2 separate regions of the Zea mays genome follow, and region 2 is linked to region 1. A link is a contact called in public Hi-C data. All regions are on one chromosome and are shown on one strand. Each heading gives the region's core, a stretch centred on a gene start, on an enhancer-like site or on the middle of the called end of the contact. The rest is flanking DNA. Distances are from core to core; before and after follow the strand shown.

What was found. Hi-C and Micro-C count contacts between places; a contact is called where the count stands out from the background.
Region 2: a contact with region 1 is called in a Hi-C map of leaf, with 6 times the contacts expected there. The contact joins the promoter of LOC541795 here to the promoter of LOC109940954 in region 1. A contact is called at or near these places in 11 of 25 Hi-C or Micro-C datasets (bundle sheath, ear, endosperm and 3 more) and 2 of 3 datasets of contacts at active chromatin or transcription factors (leaf and seedling).

Annotation. Positions count from the first base shown.
Region 1 is chr7:101,846,579-101,853,397 of Zm-B73-REFERENCE-NAM-5.0, reverse strand. LOC109940954 (F-box/SPRY domain-containing protein 1) reads left to right here and starts at 3,847. Exons shown (of 2, transcript XM_020541360.2): 1 at 3,847-4,326; 2 at 5,020-5,457. The coding sequence starts at 4,181. The coding sequence ends at 5,170.
Region 2 is chr7:102,139,564-102,146,382 of Zm-B73-REFERENCE-NAM-5.0, reverse strand. LOC541795 (voltage-dependent anion channel protein1b) reads right to left here and starts at 3,797. Exons shown (of 6, transcript NM_001111478.2): 1 at 3,582-3,797; 2 at 3,385-3,452; 3 at 2,060-2,170; 4 at 1,727-1,816; 5 at 1,307-1,515; 6 at 1-387. The coding sequence starts at 3,627. The coding sequence ends at 81.

The sequences.
Region 1 (6,819 bases), core at 2,598-5,097:
ATTTCAAATCTTGAAAATGCTTCTCAAAATCTTATTCATATACCTTTGACTATTTGCAAAAGACTTTGAAAAGAATTTCCAAAAACATTTGCAAAACAAAACAAGTGGTGCAAGCGTGGTCCAAAATTTTAAATTAGAAGAAAGCCATCCATGCATATCTAGTAGAAATAATTATTGGTTTCATTCCAAGCAACCTTTGCACTTACATTATGCAAACTAGTTCAATTCTGAACCTGTATATTTGCTTTAGTTTGTGTTGGCATCAATCACCAAAAAGGGGGAGATTGAAAGGGAAATAGGCTTACACCTTTTCCTAATTGATTTTGGTGGTTGAATTGCCCAACACAAATAATTGGACTAACTAGTTTGCTCTAGACTATAAGTTTTACAGGTGCCAAAGGTTCACAATAAACCAATAAAAAGACCAAGAAAGGGTTCAAACAAAGAGAGCAAAAGACAGCCAAAGTGTGCCCTGATCTGGCGCACCGGACTGTCCGGTGTGCCACCGGACAGTGTCCGGTGCACCAGGGAATTCCAGTTTGAACTTGCCACATTTAGGATTTCTGGGAAGCGCTCCGCTATAATTCACCGGACTGTCCGGTGTACCACCAGACTGTCCGGTGTGCCAGCGGAGTAACGGCTACACAGCGCCAACGGTCATCTGCAACGGCAGTTAATGCGCTACAGTGAGCGCAGAAGTCAGAGCAGAGCTAGAAGGCGCACCGAATAGTGAACAGTGACTATCCGGTGCACCACCGGACTGTCCGATGGCCCAGCTGTCAGAAGCTCCAACGGTCAGAACCCAACGGCTGGGTGACGTGGCTGGCGCACCGGACTGTCCGGTGCACCATGCAACAGCAGCCTCCACCAAACGGCTTTGTGACCACCTCAATGGGGAGTAGGTTTGCAAGAACCGAAACTCGGTAAAACAAATCACCGTGTCATCCGCTCTTATTCGCTTGTGATTTGTTTTCGCCCTCTCTTTCAGACTCGTTTATATTTCTAACGCTAACCCCGGCTTGTAGTGTGTGCTTAAGTTTATAAATTTCAGATTTGCCTATTCACCCCCCCCCCCCCTCTAGGCGACTTTCATCCACAATTGCATCTACATATACATATAGGCAAAAAAAATATTCATAAGATAACTAGACAACCTAGATTATCCTCCATTAAAGTATATCTATTTTAAATAGATTCATCTTATCTTAAAGATTCTACCTTGTACAATAGATTCATCTTATCCTAACCATGATCTAACCCAAATTAAGTAGATCTTATCTAGTCTAATCTTGCCATACCAAGCTAATCTAGATCCTATCTAATCTAGTATGAAGTACTTAACAGGTTAGTTAGTACTGCTTAAATAAGATTAGACTCTATTCATACAAATTGCTTTTCGACCAAACTCACTTAAATCTAAATTGGTGCCCTAGACTAACTTGACCATATGCAACTACCTTACCCATCAGATGGTTGCATAACCCCTCTGTTTCAAGCTAACAACAAAATAGAAATTCTGACCAACCTACCTTAGGGAATCTATCCTACCCCCAATTATCTTACCACATGTCCATATCTTGGATGAAGACACCAAGACCGAAGGAGGTCAACCTCGACGATGAAAGATATGAGTAGAACCAGATCTTTATATGAATCAAGACCCACCATTCCTGATGGAATCTTCCCTTACCCTACTCTTTCTTACCACACCTATCTATGCTTTCAAGACATCATTTATCCTACATAATGAAGTGGCTATACCTATAGATACCCATGCTTTCCTAATCACCTGATAATTTGTGATATAGAAAAAAAATCGTTTGGCAATAAAACAAATTAGAAACTAACCTATAGACTACAAACCAAACTTGTTGCATCCTCTTTCTATTAATCTCGAGGACGATATTATTTTTAAGGGGGTAGAATTTGTAACACCCAAAATTCTATTTTGGGATTTATAAATGTTTCTCTAAAAGATTAAGAAGTAAAATGTCTCCTTGTATTTGTTAGAATTCAGTTTAAAAGTATATAAGAAACAAACAATTAGTAAAATATTGAGTTTTAAAAAATAACCTTTAAATTGACTGCATAATAAAGACAATGATTTCTTTTTAAAAAAATATATAAGTTTGTGCAAAACATGTTTAGAAGCATCTATAAAATGATTAAATAAAAATATTTCACTTTGCATTGGCATGCGGAGTTTCTTTGATTGTTCATAAGATAAAGGTGAAACTTGAAGCTCAAAAAATTTTAATTCAAAATTTGAGAAGTATAAATTCAAAATATGTAAGGCCCAAAATTTGTATAAGGAATTTTTTAATAATAATTAAATAAATATATGAAGAGATAAATTAGTAAATTCAGTTATCTCAAATTATACTTGAGTGTTGAAAATTGAGAACTGAATTTTGAAAATCAGGAATTATTTTAGAACAGTAATAGAAAAGTTTTCTATTCAACTAAATGATTATGCATATCATTAAACGATGCACCATAAGCATTTATCTACAAGAATATTTAATTTTTAAGTAACTTTTACTTCTTATCCCACATTCAAAATACTATTTTTTCTAAAAAGAAAGAAAACAATATGAGTGTGTTTCATATTTCAAACATCTACCAAACAAATAAAATAATTAAAATAAACATATATCTATTGTATCATGTTGGAGTTTAATTACGTGTGCATATATTAGTAATAAAAATCTATAGAAAGACATCAATGTTCAAATTGGAAATTTAATCCTAAATTAGGAATTCTAGAATTGGAGATAGAGAAGCATTAGTGATTACAAAATAAATATCAAAAATAAATAAATTCACCATGCCATGTTTAAGTTGGGCAATTAATGTGAAAATAAATCTACCACAAAATTTGTATTTAAATGGGAATTTAAATTTGAATTTGAAAAAATTAGAAAGAAAGAAATGAGAAAACACTACATAAAAAATAAGAATAAACATCTTCCAATGCTGGTATGTTCAAATTGTGCATTTAATTTGAGTACAACAGATTCACAACATTATTTGAATTCAAATTGGAAATTCACAAATAAAAAGGAAAATGAAATAGGAAATAAAAGAAAAGAAGAAAATCGTAATATGCTTCACGGGCTCAAACTCGCGAGCCGACCCATTATCCCTCTCGCAAACCAGACGTGCGCGCCGTTGCCTTGGGCCCACCAGTCAGCCTCGCCAGCTCATGTGCGTGTCACAGTAAATACATACGCGTAGCACTGAAAACCAGCCACAACACATCAGAAAACTTTAGACCTATTTGTTCTCGACTAACTATGCTACAACTTAACTAAGATTAGTTAGTCAAATTGAAAAATTAACCACAGACATAAAGAGTTAAGACAAAGTGTGGCAATTAGTTCATTCTTAGTGATGAGTTTCATGCATTGTTTTCACATCAGATTTAAACTATGTAACCATGTATACAAAGCTTTATACCCATGAAACTCTACCGTTTCCTATGAAACTCTCTCTATATTTCTCCTCATAATTACATTGTTAAGTCACTAAGCATAATGATATGTTATCGTATTTAATGAGTATGAAACTTATATTGAGAATAGCTTTATGCATCGAACCAAACAAGCTCTTAGTTCCACGTTAATGTGATGGCGTGTGAAGTTCACTCCTAGCCAGAAAGATTTTTTTTTGCCAGCTCTAGTTCTAGCTCTGTCTCCACAAAAAGAGGAAAAGCTGAAGTGTTCCATTTCTTCTTTTCACTGTGGGCCTAAATTTTGGCCTAAAAATTAACCAGCTGAATATATAGGACATATTTCATGTCAAAAAAGAAACACAAAGTCCTCTCCTAAGAAAATTATGTCATCCTCTTGGTACAGCATAAAAAAAGACAGAAGAGAAAAAGAAAATTTATGTTAGCATGAACGGTTTCAGCGGTTTTATCCACGGATCACCTCATGTATTCTGTCCAGACAAACAACCATCAACATCTCGTCGCGTCAGAATCAGATGGCATTTTTTCCCCTCCTCCCCTCGTCGACGAATCGAGTTTGGATCCGTGGCGTAACCAATCCCAATAAAAATCGCCGCCTCCAATTCTTCAACCTCGGTGACACCAGAAGCAGAGGGGTTGCGAATTGATCGAGGCTTTCTGCAGCCCACTTGTCCACTCCAACACAAGAGCCGGGGCGGCGGATCGGCCATGGCGCCGCCACGGCAAGGGGGGGAGCAGGCGGAGGCGGGTGTTCGCGATTCGGCGCCGGCGCTGCGGCCCCCCGCACACGTGATGGCGCGGGTGTTCTCGCAGCTCGACTGCGTCGACCTCCTTAGCTGCTCCCTCGTCTGCAAGTGAGTTTCCCCGCCCTCGCCTCTCTCCTTCTCCCCACGCGCGCGCGTTGATCGATGAAATGCCCCCGTGCTGTGCCTCCCTCTGTCTCGGGTGTCTCGGTGCGGCTGTAACGGTTCATCCTGTGTGTTAACCTGTGTGGTAACCTGACTGATCACCTGACCAAATCCATTTACTGATCTTCCTATTCAGTGTACGTCTATGGCTGCAGCATCTTTGATGCTACTGGAGTTGGTATCTGGATGATATCATAGATTCATAGTAGATTATATAGCTTTCTTCCCTGTGCATGCATACTGGTTACTAGATGAAAGAGCTCGTGTTACGTTATGCCACACTCCTCTCTTCCGAGTAGAACATGCCTTCACACCCAAATTCTGCATATCCTTCTAGAGACCAGCTGTGAGTTGGGCTCTGAACGTTTCTTCCATGTTCAATTCGATTGAACATGACTGTTTTGATTAGCTGTTCTGTTCTGTTTATTTTTTATTTCTCACAATTTACTGGCTGCAGCGTGAGTTCGTCTAGTATTGGTAAAACCTTCTGCTGTTGGCAGAAACAGAGTCTCACTCTACAAATACTGCACCAAACCCTGATCTGTTCTATTCCCTTTTCCTGCAAATGAACTGGGGAAACAATGTTCAGTAGCTCACACTTGTGTTCTCAAACCTGCTCATCGTTCTGTGGATCACCAGGCAATGGTACCGTGACTCCGCGGAGCTGAGAGAGGACTGGAGGATGGAGTACCTGGACGCTTGGAACCAGTTCGGGTTGTCGGTGACGCGCGAGCCGCAGCCGCTGTGCGCTACTTGCGCGATCAGAAGCCTGCGTAGCCTGTGCCCTTGACCTTGGCTTGGCACCTTGCTGCTCTCTGCATCCATGCGCCTGTAATTTTGATCAGGCAGGTTGTTGGTGCGCTCATGAGCTGCTTGTGTCGAGCTCGTCGTTGTGTAATTGCAATTTGTAGCTACATTGGTGCATACTTGTGGGTGTCCAGTTGCAAGTGTAAGTACATGTTTGTTGGGTGATGGGTTGTATACCTGACTTATATAAGGAAACTTGTATTAGAATTGACTTACCAAAAGCTTGGCCAATATCATTCATCAGTACAGAGTGCTTTTCCATAACAAGAATTACTGCTAGTATTTCTTGAATGAAGCTTATTGTACACCCAAGTTTGGGCATCATGCCAACCTGAATGGATAGAGATTAGAATCTCTTAATATGAGGACAAGTAAAAAAACGTGATGCATTTGAACTCTCTGTCTCTGAAATCAAATGAGTAAACTCATGTCACCATAAACTCCCTGTTCAACAGCTTGCTGATATCCACTGAAGAACAGAAGTAGCAGGCGAAGAAATATTCAGCGAAGGCAAGTAGTGACATACTATAGGTCTGTTTGGTTCACTGCCTAACTTGCCACACTTTGCCTAACTTTTCTGCCTAAGGTTAGTTCTTCAATTCGAACGTGTAACCTTAGGCAAAGTGTGGCGCAGTTAGCCACGAACCAAACATGCCTTATATAAACTAGATCTGACAGGAAGAGAAGATAATTAGGCCATGTTTGGTTTCAATTAGTCCTAGTACTAAACTTTAGTCCCTACATGTTTGGTTTTAGGGACTAAACAGATTCTAAAGTTATTAAATACAATGTCCAAAGACTCAAATGCCCTTATAATATACTCATAATATTAGTTATCCATAAAAAAGGTAAGGGCAACATGATAATTATGGGCTTTTAGTCTCTTTTAGCACCTATGTGAAGGACTAAAGACTAAATCATTTTAGTCCATATTTTAGTCCTAGTGTTTGGCAAAAAAGGGACTAAATGAGACTAAAAACTAGAGAATAATATTTAGTCCCTCTAACCAAACACCCCCTTAATCCACTCCTATTCAGTGAGAAATGCAAGTAGGAGGACATACTATAACTAGACACGTCAGGAAGAGAAGATTACTCATGTTCAGTGAGTTTCTTTGATCATAGGGGGTAAAAATGCAGATCGAATTGATATGGGCATGTGCAGACAAGGGTAGCATAATGTCGTTTTAGGGCTTGTTTGGGACAGTTTTTTTTGTGAAGAGTTTTTTTTCTAAAAAACTAGATTTCTGGATAATCTAGCTTTCACAGATATTTGGATATCACAGACGAAGGAGTATACACGGTTTAGGATTTAGGAAGAGGTAGAATTCCTCCCGCCGCGATGATGACTTAGTGGATTATGTATTCGCGTTGATTTAGACGGTTTTCATAGAGACAATTCCCATAAAACGGACCAGGAAGTAAAGTGTTTGGCTGCCAGAAACCAATTCCATCAGTCAGAATCTAGCCAGAAGCCGTAACAAAGTTACCCTAAATTGAGCATCTCTAAGAGACTAGCTAAATGACTCGTCAAACCAAACTTTGGCTACTCTAGCTATCTGACTCATCAAGCTATCTGACTCTTTAAATTAGCTCTCTTATTAGCTAAATTTGGTTAGTCATCTAACTAGCC
Region 2 (6,819 bases), core at 2,548-5,047, 290 kb before region 1:
TTTTGTTTTCCCCAGCTGACCTGATATGACCCAAACAGTCATGCTAGGACCTTAGAAGAAAAAATAGTCTTGATAATCAATCAGGGCTTGAGGGCCACAGCAATTCCAACCTTCGAGCTCTTCTCAATGGTCTTTGTATCGACCTCAGCCGAGATGGTGACCAGCGACTTTGGCCTCCACTCATGCTGGATCAGGACGCTGGCTTTGCCCGAGTTGTTGATGCGTGCCTTCAAGACGGTTAGTGGGTCCAGAGTGTGCTGCCCGCCAAAGGTGAGGGTGTTTTCATTGGTCGAGAAACTGTGGGTAAGCTCTGCCCCAACAGCTGTGTTTGTCAATTCGCTCACCTTGTGGTAGTAAGCTCCAGTAAGGTTGTCTCCCTTGTTGTTCCTGCAAGAGAAGGTTGGATAAGTTACAGAAAATTTGGATGTAACTGCAATAATAAGACGTTAAACGTCCTTAAAAATGGGATTATATCTGTTGAGGAACTATGACATCAATTTCATTTAATATAAGATTATACATAAGACTTTTGACTCAATTAGAAAAACAAAATGCTGAGCACCAAACCCTTACTGGAGGCACAGCTTAATATTAGCCATACTGCTACCAGCTTACTGCAAGAGATCCTTTTTTCAGTGAAACTAAAAACACTAGCAAAGTCAGTTACATTGACCAATTTCTGTACATGCAATAATCTGAGTGAGTTGCGAAAGGGCCTCTAACCTAGTGATTAAAGGCTTCCGAGTAACACCTCAGGGGCGAATTTTTCGGCTTGGTTAAAAAAATTCCCTCGTTGTGCCCCATCCGCTCTCGGTCTCGGGTTACGATGTCCTATGCGCCACCCTCCGGTTGGGCCGTTGCAGAGTTGACGGTTGACACCGGTCCGTTAGTGATGGGGGCCAGGGTTCGAGGATTTTCTCGGCAGGACCATTGTTTCGGTCTCTTCTTAATATAATACCAGCAAGACGGTCATTCCCTCCCCGGCTGAGTTTTTTTATAATCTGAGTGAGTTAGAAACTCATGTTTGTTGCAAACGTATATAAGTGAAGTAAAACCTTCTTTCAAAACTCCATTTGAGAAATGTCAGTGAGAAAAGGTGAAATGACGGTGACCGGTATATTAATATTTTGACTAATTTTATGCACTAAACCAGCTACAAAACAACTTGAAGTTGAGATGCATCAAGCAGGGATTTGCAATTAACCATCAATAAAGATATTACAGGTATCAAATAAGCTTAAGGGTTGTCAAACAACAGTCGCATACAGTGCCTAAATATATAAGATTGCTAACTTAGAAAACTCACATATTAAGGGATGCGATAAGGTCTTCATGAGTGAACATCAATCCAGCATTGTATTTGGTGAAGTTCCCAGTGGCAGAATCAAATGAGATTTCTGCACCAACTGCGAGAGCCTTAGTGCCAAAGGCAGCAGAGAGGTTGGCTACAGGATTGGCTGTCAGACTAACGCTTGCATTAACTCCAGCATAATCATGCAAATACTGAAGCTCAACCTGAAACCAGAAATAAATAAATGAATACATTTGAAGAATAAGGTTTGTTTGGTTCGCTGCCTAATTTGCCACACTTTGCCTAACTGTTCTGCCTAAGGTTAGTTCTTCAATTCGAACGACTAACCTTAGGCAAAGTGTGGCGCAGTTAGCCACGAACCAAACATGCCCTAAGCTTCCACTTAAGAAAAAATAAACTGAATTGGATTATTACCTTTCCAGATCTCTGATCAGGAACAGCAAAGCTTAAGATAGTCTTCAGTCCTGGTGTTGCAATCTCATTGACAGTAACTGTAGTAATGATCTGAACATCACATCAAGCAAGCAGTCAATAGAACTCAAACTTGAGAAAAATAACAGATCAACTAATTAGTCGCAGACCAAATTGTTGACCAACACAAATAGCATGCTTGATACTAGTTTGTTAGACTACAATTATGTGATATCATAAGAAATGAACATGTTACAGGTCCATTTTGAGCAAGGCATGCAATTTCCAGGGGTTAAGTATATAAATGTACATACAGAGAGAGAACGAGAGATTTACATTTGACTCTGAGTTTGCTTTCACATCTACGGTCATGTTCTTGTTCTTTATCTGTGAATGGATCTCACTGAAGATCAGGTCAGCTTTCTTTGTGCTAGTAGCAGTGACAGCCTGCATGAAAGAGTAACAGAGGATATTAAAAACATAAGAATTCGATAGTCATGCATGCAAATAATTCTAACAGAGTAAAAATTTTGGGCACAAACACGTAGGCAGCATTAAGAGAACAATCAAATATATACATGCACAACAAAAATTAGTTGTTAACACACACAGGCCTTACCATTTAGACCACAGCATGTATAGTTCCATATTCCAATACATAAATGGAGAAGGCAAGTTGCAAAAGTCATCATGAGTTGACAAACACAATTATGGTAACAGCACAACTGGAGTTCAATACAATCGTCTTTTCAGATGTTTGATACTTCAGTTATAGTTTGATTATTCTCAATTGTTTTAGGGGGGTTTGGTTTCTAAGGACTAATTTTTAGTCTCTTCATTTTATTCTATTTTAGTCCATAAATTATCAAATATGGAAACTAATATTTTATGGACTAAAATGGAATAAAATGAAGGGACTAAAATGGAATAAAATGAAGGAACTAAAAATTAGTCCCTAAAAACTAAACACACCCTTAGTTTAGTACAGATACATTTTTCCTAAAAGTCTAAAAGCCATCAAAACCTGCAGTTTACTCACATCCCAATTCCCAACCATGGAAGGAAATCCACCAAACCGCATTGACATATCGACATCGCTTAGCTCGCTCAGCTACTTACGATTATTACCCAATAATCGACTGCCCACTGTCCTCCTACTAATGTCCTCACAGTAACCACATAGTGCTAACACGTGTTACATCCTTGAAAATCAAGCCAACTCAAGGTTGCTACTATTTCACATCACCTCCCAATCCACCTATTCAAAACAAGCAGTGAAAGAGCATCACATATAAATGACACATTGCCGAATCCTATACCGTTCAGCAAAAAAAAAAAACTGAATAAAGAGATAGACGCAGAGCACAACTAAGCAGGACTGCAACAAGCAAGCACATAGGCGCAGCTGTGCAGAAAACTAATCTAACCAATCTCTTGTGTTGACTTCCGCTAACAAGCAACAATCCTTTGGTCTAACTTTCGCTACAAATCAGTCATCCGAACCCCCCAGGGATGCATACAATAGAAAAATCATGACAGCCACATCAACCAGATCCATTCCCAGTCCGACGAAATCACTGCAAAGCAACGCAGTACCACGAGGACCGAGGCTGAGGAAGTGCGGAAGAGGAGGGGTGTTTTGAAAGGAGCGGAGGACTTACAACGCCATTGGAGCTGTAGGTAGTGAGGGTGAACTTGTGGTCTGTCTGGTAGTCCTTGTACAGCAGATCTGCGAAAAAAACGAACCGAAAATGATAACCAAACCAACAAAAGAGAATAAACTAGCGAACTCCACCCATGATCCCCAGAGGATGAAAGGAATCCGTGGGGAAGGAAGGCGAGATGGACGGGCACCCACCCCTGGTCTTCTTGCCGATCTCGGTGTAGAGGCCTGGTCCGACCATCTTCTCGGCGGAGACGACGCGACGCGACGAGGTGTGGCGGCGTGGAGATGCTGCGGGGTGTGAGGATGATTTGGACGCGACGGTAAGGAGGCCGGGGACAATCCACAGACGGACCCAACAAAAGTTGAGAGGGCGACTATTTGGAAGTAGCGCCGGAAAATTAGGGCTGCGTTTGGAGCAGCTCCAGATGCTGGTCTTAAAGAATCGACTTCTGTCCTAATACACATCTCTAATACACATCTGTGTTTCCACCACGTCAAGAAGGCGTTTGGTTATGGACGCATTTTCATTTTTCAGAATCCAGACAGTGTATGAAATCTGGTAGTATTGACCAACTTCAGTAGACTCCCTCTCCTTATCCGTATTTAGCACGATCAACAGTATACAACGAGATCATATATCCATCCCCGTTTTCAGCTGACTATTCTACTCAGCATCCCCATTTTCCTTTGCGTTGAGGAGACAGACACCGGAGGGATCAGGAGTCTAAACATGCGGTGCGCATTTTGCACGGTCTTATGCAGAGTCTGTTGGAGCGCTAAACAGTAACTTACACCATAGGGATACATGGTCACATTGATCTTATCTAGTACTAGTATAGGTGTCTAGATGGCACCACATGTATTAGATTTTGTATCAGTTAGAAGAGAAGACATGGAGGAAACGAAAGGAGACGAAGGGACGCTTAAGATTTTTTGTGTCAGCTTGCGTAATCGATGTTTTTTAGCCAATTGTTCGTAAACATCTTTGTCTTTTCTCAAAGATTCCCTTGATTATCTCCTATTACCAGTGATTCACCAGGGAGATTTTGGTACATATAATTGTTGGCGTAGATCTGGGCAACACTAATCACTAGGGGTGTACCGCCTGGCGGTGCCCTCTACGGCGGCACGGACGGTTCGCGGCTCTGGACCGGACGGTCCACGACCTAGGCGCAGGAGTGACGTCTTCCCTGCATCGCACCGGACGGTCCGCGCACATGGTCGGACGGTCCGCGATGGCGCATGGTCGTCTTCCTCCTCCTCGCTGGAACCTAGACCTCGCCCCCTGGGAGAAGAGATCTTAGGGCGCCCTGGGTCGACAGGTCACCCGGGGCGTCCCCAGATGACATGGAGTCGTCTATGAATTAAGAGATCAATTCGAAGAAGAAGACTTCAATGGACAACTAGATCTTGCCCCCCGGGAGGGGTAAGATCTTAGGGTCGTCTTGGGTCGGCAGACCACCCAAGACAGATCTAGACGACGTAGAGTTGAATAAGGGTGGAGGTGGATATGCGGAAGGCTACAACTAGAACTACACTACATCTACTCCTAGGGCAGGAATGATAAAGAAAGTAATTGATTCGATTGGAATGTGTTCGATGGTTCTCAATCGGCCATACCCCTTCATATATATATAGGGGAGGTCTAGACCCGTTCCTAAGAGATAGCTAACAAACCCCACGTGATTAGATGGATAACCACGCATGGGATAAGGATAATCACCCGAGCTAATCTAATCGCGGGGACACGGACCATCCGGGCCCTAGGGCCGGACCATTTGCCACTTTTGGTGCTCAACACATGCCTTTTGGTGGAGCTTGACGAACCAAAAGCACCAGCGAAAACTTTAGAAACCATTGACCTCACGAGTTACTTTGTTCCCGAAGCAAGGACTCAGCTCGATGCAAATCATCGGCTCTTGCGATCAGATAATATAAATACTTGATAGAACTTTAATGCATAGAGGTCGTTTCACATTGCATCCTCTTCAGCCATGTTTGCCTGATCAATCTGTCAATAGGCAAAAACTTGTGGTGCCCCCAGCCCAAATAAGCAAACGGATTGGGCCAGTAATACGAATTCATCGCCGTACCACCCCACACATGAGTAGGACAACACATCGACGATGGATAGTCTGGGAAGCACCACGCTATCCCTGGAGGAGGATGACTAGACGATCTTGATTGTGCTATCTTTTGGGCCATTTTAGTCGGCTTTTGCTTTCGCGCAGATCACCCTTTTGACTTCATTGGTTTTATTGGCCGGTTTGTATGGAATGGCCTTCTTCATATATTTGGCAAGCAACTGATCAAAAGTAGGGCCGACTCTACTGAGTTGTCCAGGCGTCTTAGCAGTGTTTTGCTTCCTAACACTTGTTTTGGAACGTTGTGGTCCGATGGTCTAAGATTGCTGCTTCTGATCGTCTGTGGACCGTCCGACCATCATAGTCGGACTGTCTGCGCCTGTCTCGGACTATCCGACCTTAGTACCTGAACCGTCCGGCATACGCAGGACAGGTGACCGTGATCGGGTGTCCGATCGTGCTTGCCCCCTGGTGCCTCCGGTCTTTCTTTTGTCCAAAGCTTTCCGAGTAACCACTCTACGTGACATATTTAGTGTGCGGGGATCACCAATGACGATATTTTTATCTTTGCTTTTATCGGTCGCACAAGGTCGACTATGACTTTTTTGCTTGTCGGCACTAATGTGGTGGCAGGGACAGGTGGCCTGTCAATCCGCACCTCCCTTTGAAACCTCAACCGGCCTTCGTTTATAGCCGATTGTGTTTGTCGATGAAAGACAACACAATCATTAGTGTTATGAAGAAAGGAGCCATGCCATTTACAATATATACGCCCTTTTAATTCTTCAACCGGATGAATTATATGTGACAATTTAATATTACCATGCTTAAGTAACTCATCAAATATTTTATCACACTTAGCAATATTAAATGTGAACTTAACTTTCTCCTTTTGTGTCGAGTGCGGGTGAGAGCAAACACAAGAGTTGGCCTTAGCGGGCCAAACAAGCTCAGCGATAGATGACTTTTTCAGCTCTTGGGGATTGGGTGGCCGGCTATCTTTATACCGGCCTTCCGCACTAGGAGTATCATAGGTGATTTCAGATGCTCCGGACGGTCCGACCTATGCAGTCGGACAGTCTGCGAGTGGACCGGTCGGTCTGGTACTATTTCCGGACTGTCCGGTCGCGTCGGGCAACGCCTGCGACCCTTGTGCTGGGCTGTGTGTGATTCCGGATAGTCCGGCGTAGGGTGTTGAACAGTCTGACGGAGGGTCGAACGGTCCGAGATCATTGGCGGACGGTCCGACCATGCTCAGAGTTGACTTACCATTTAGCGGAGATGGCGGTGACGGTCGTCTTGGATATGAGTTCATCGGCATACCAGAATATGGCTGGGGAAACCCA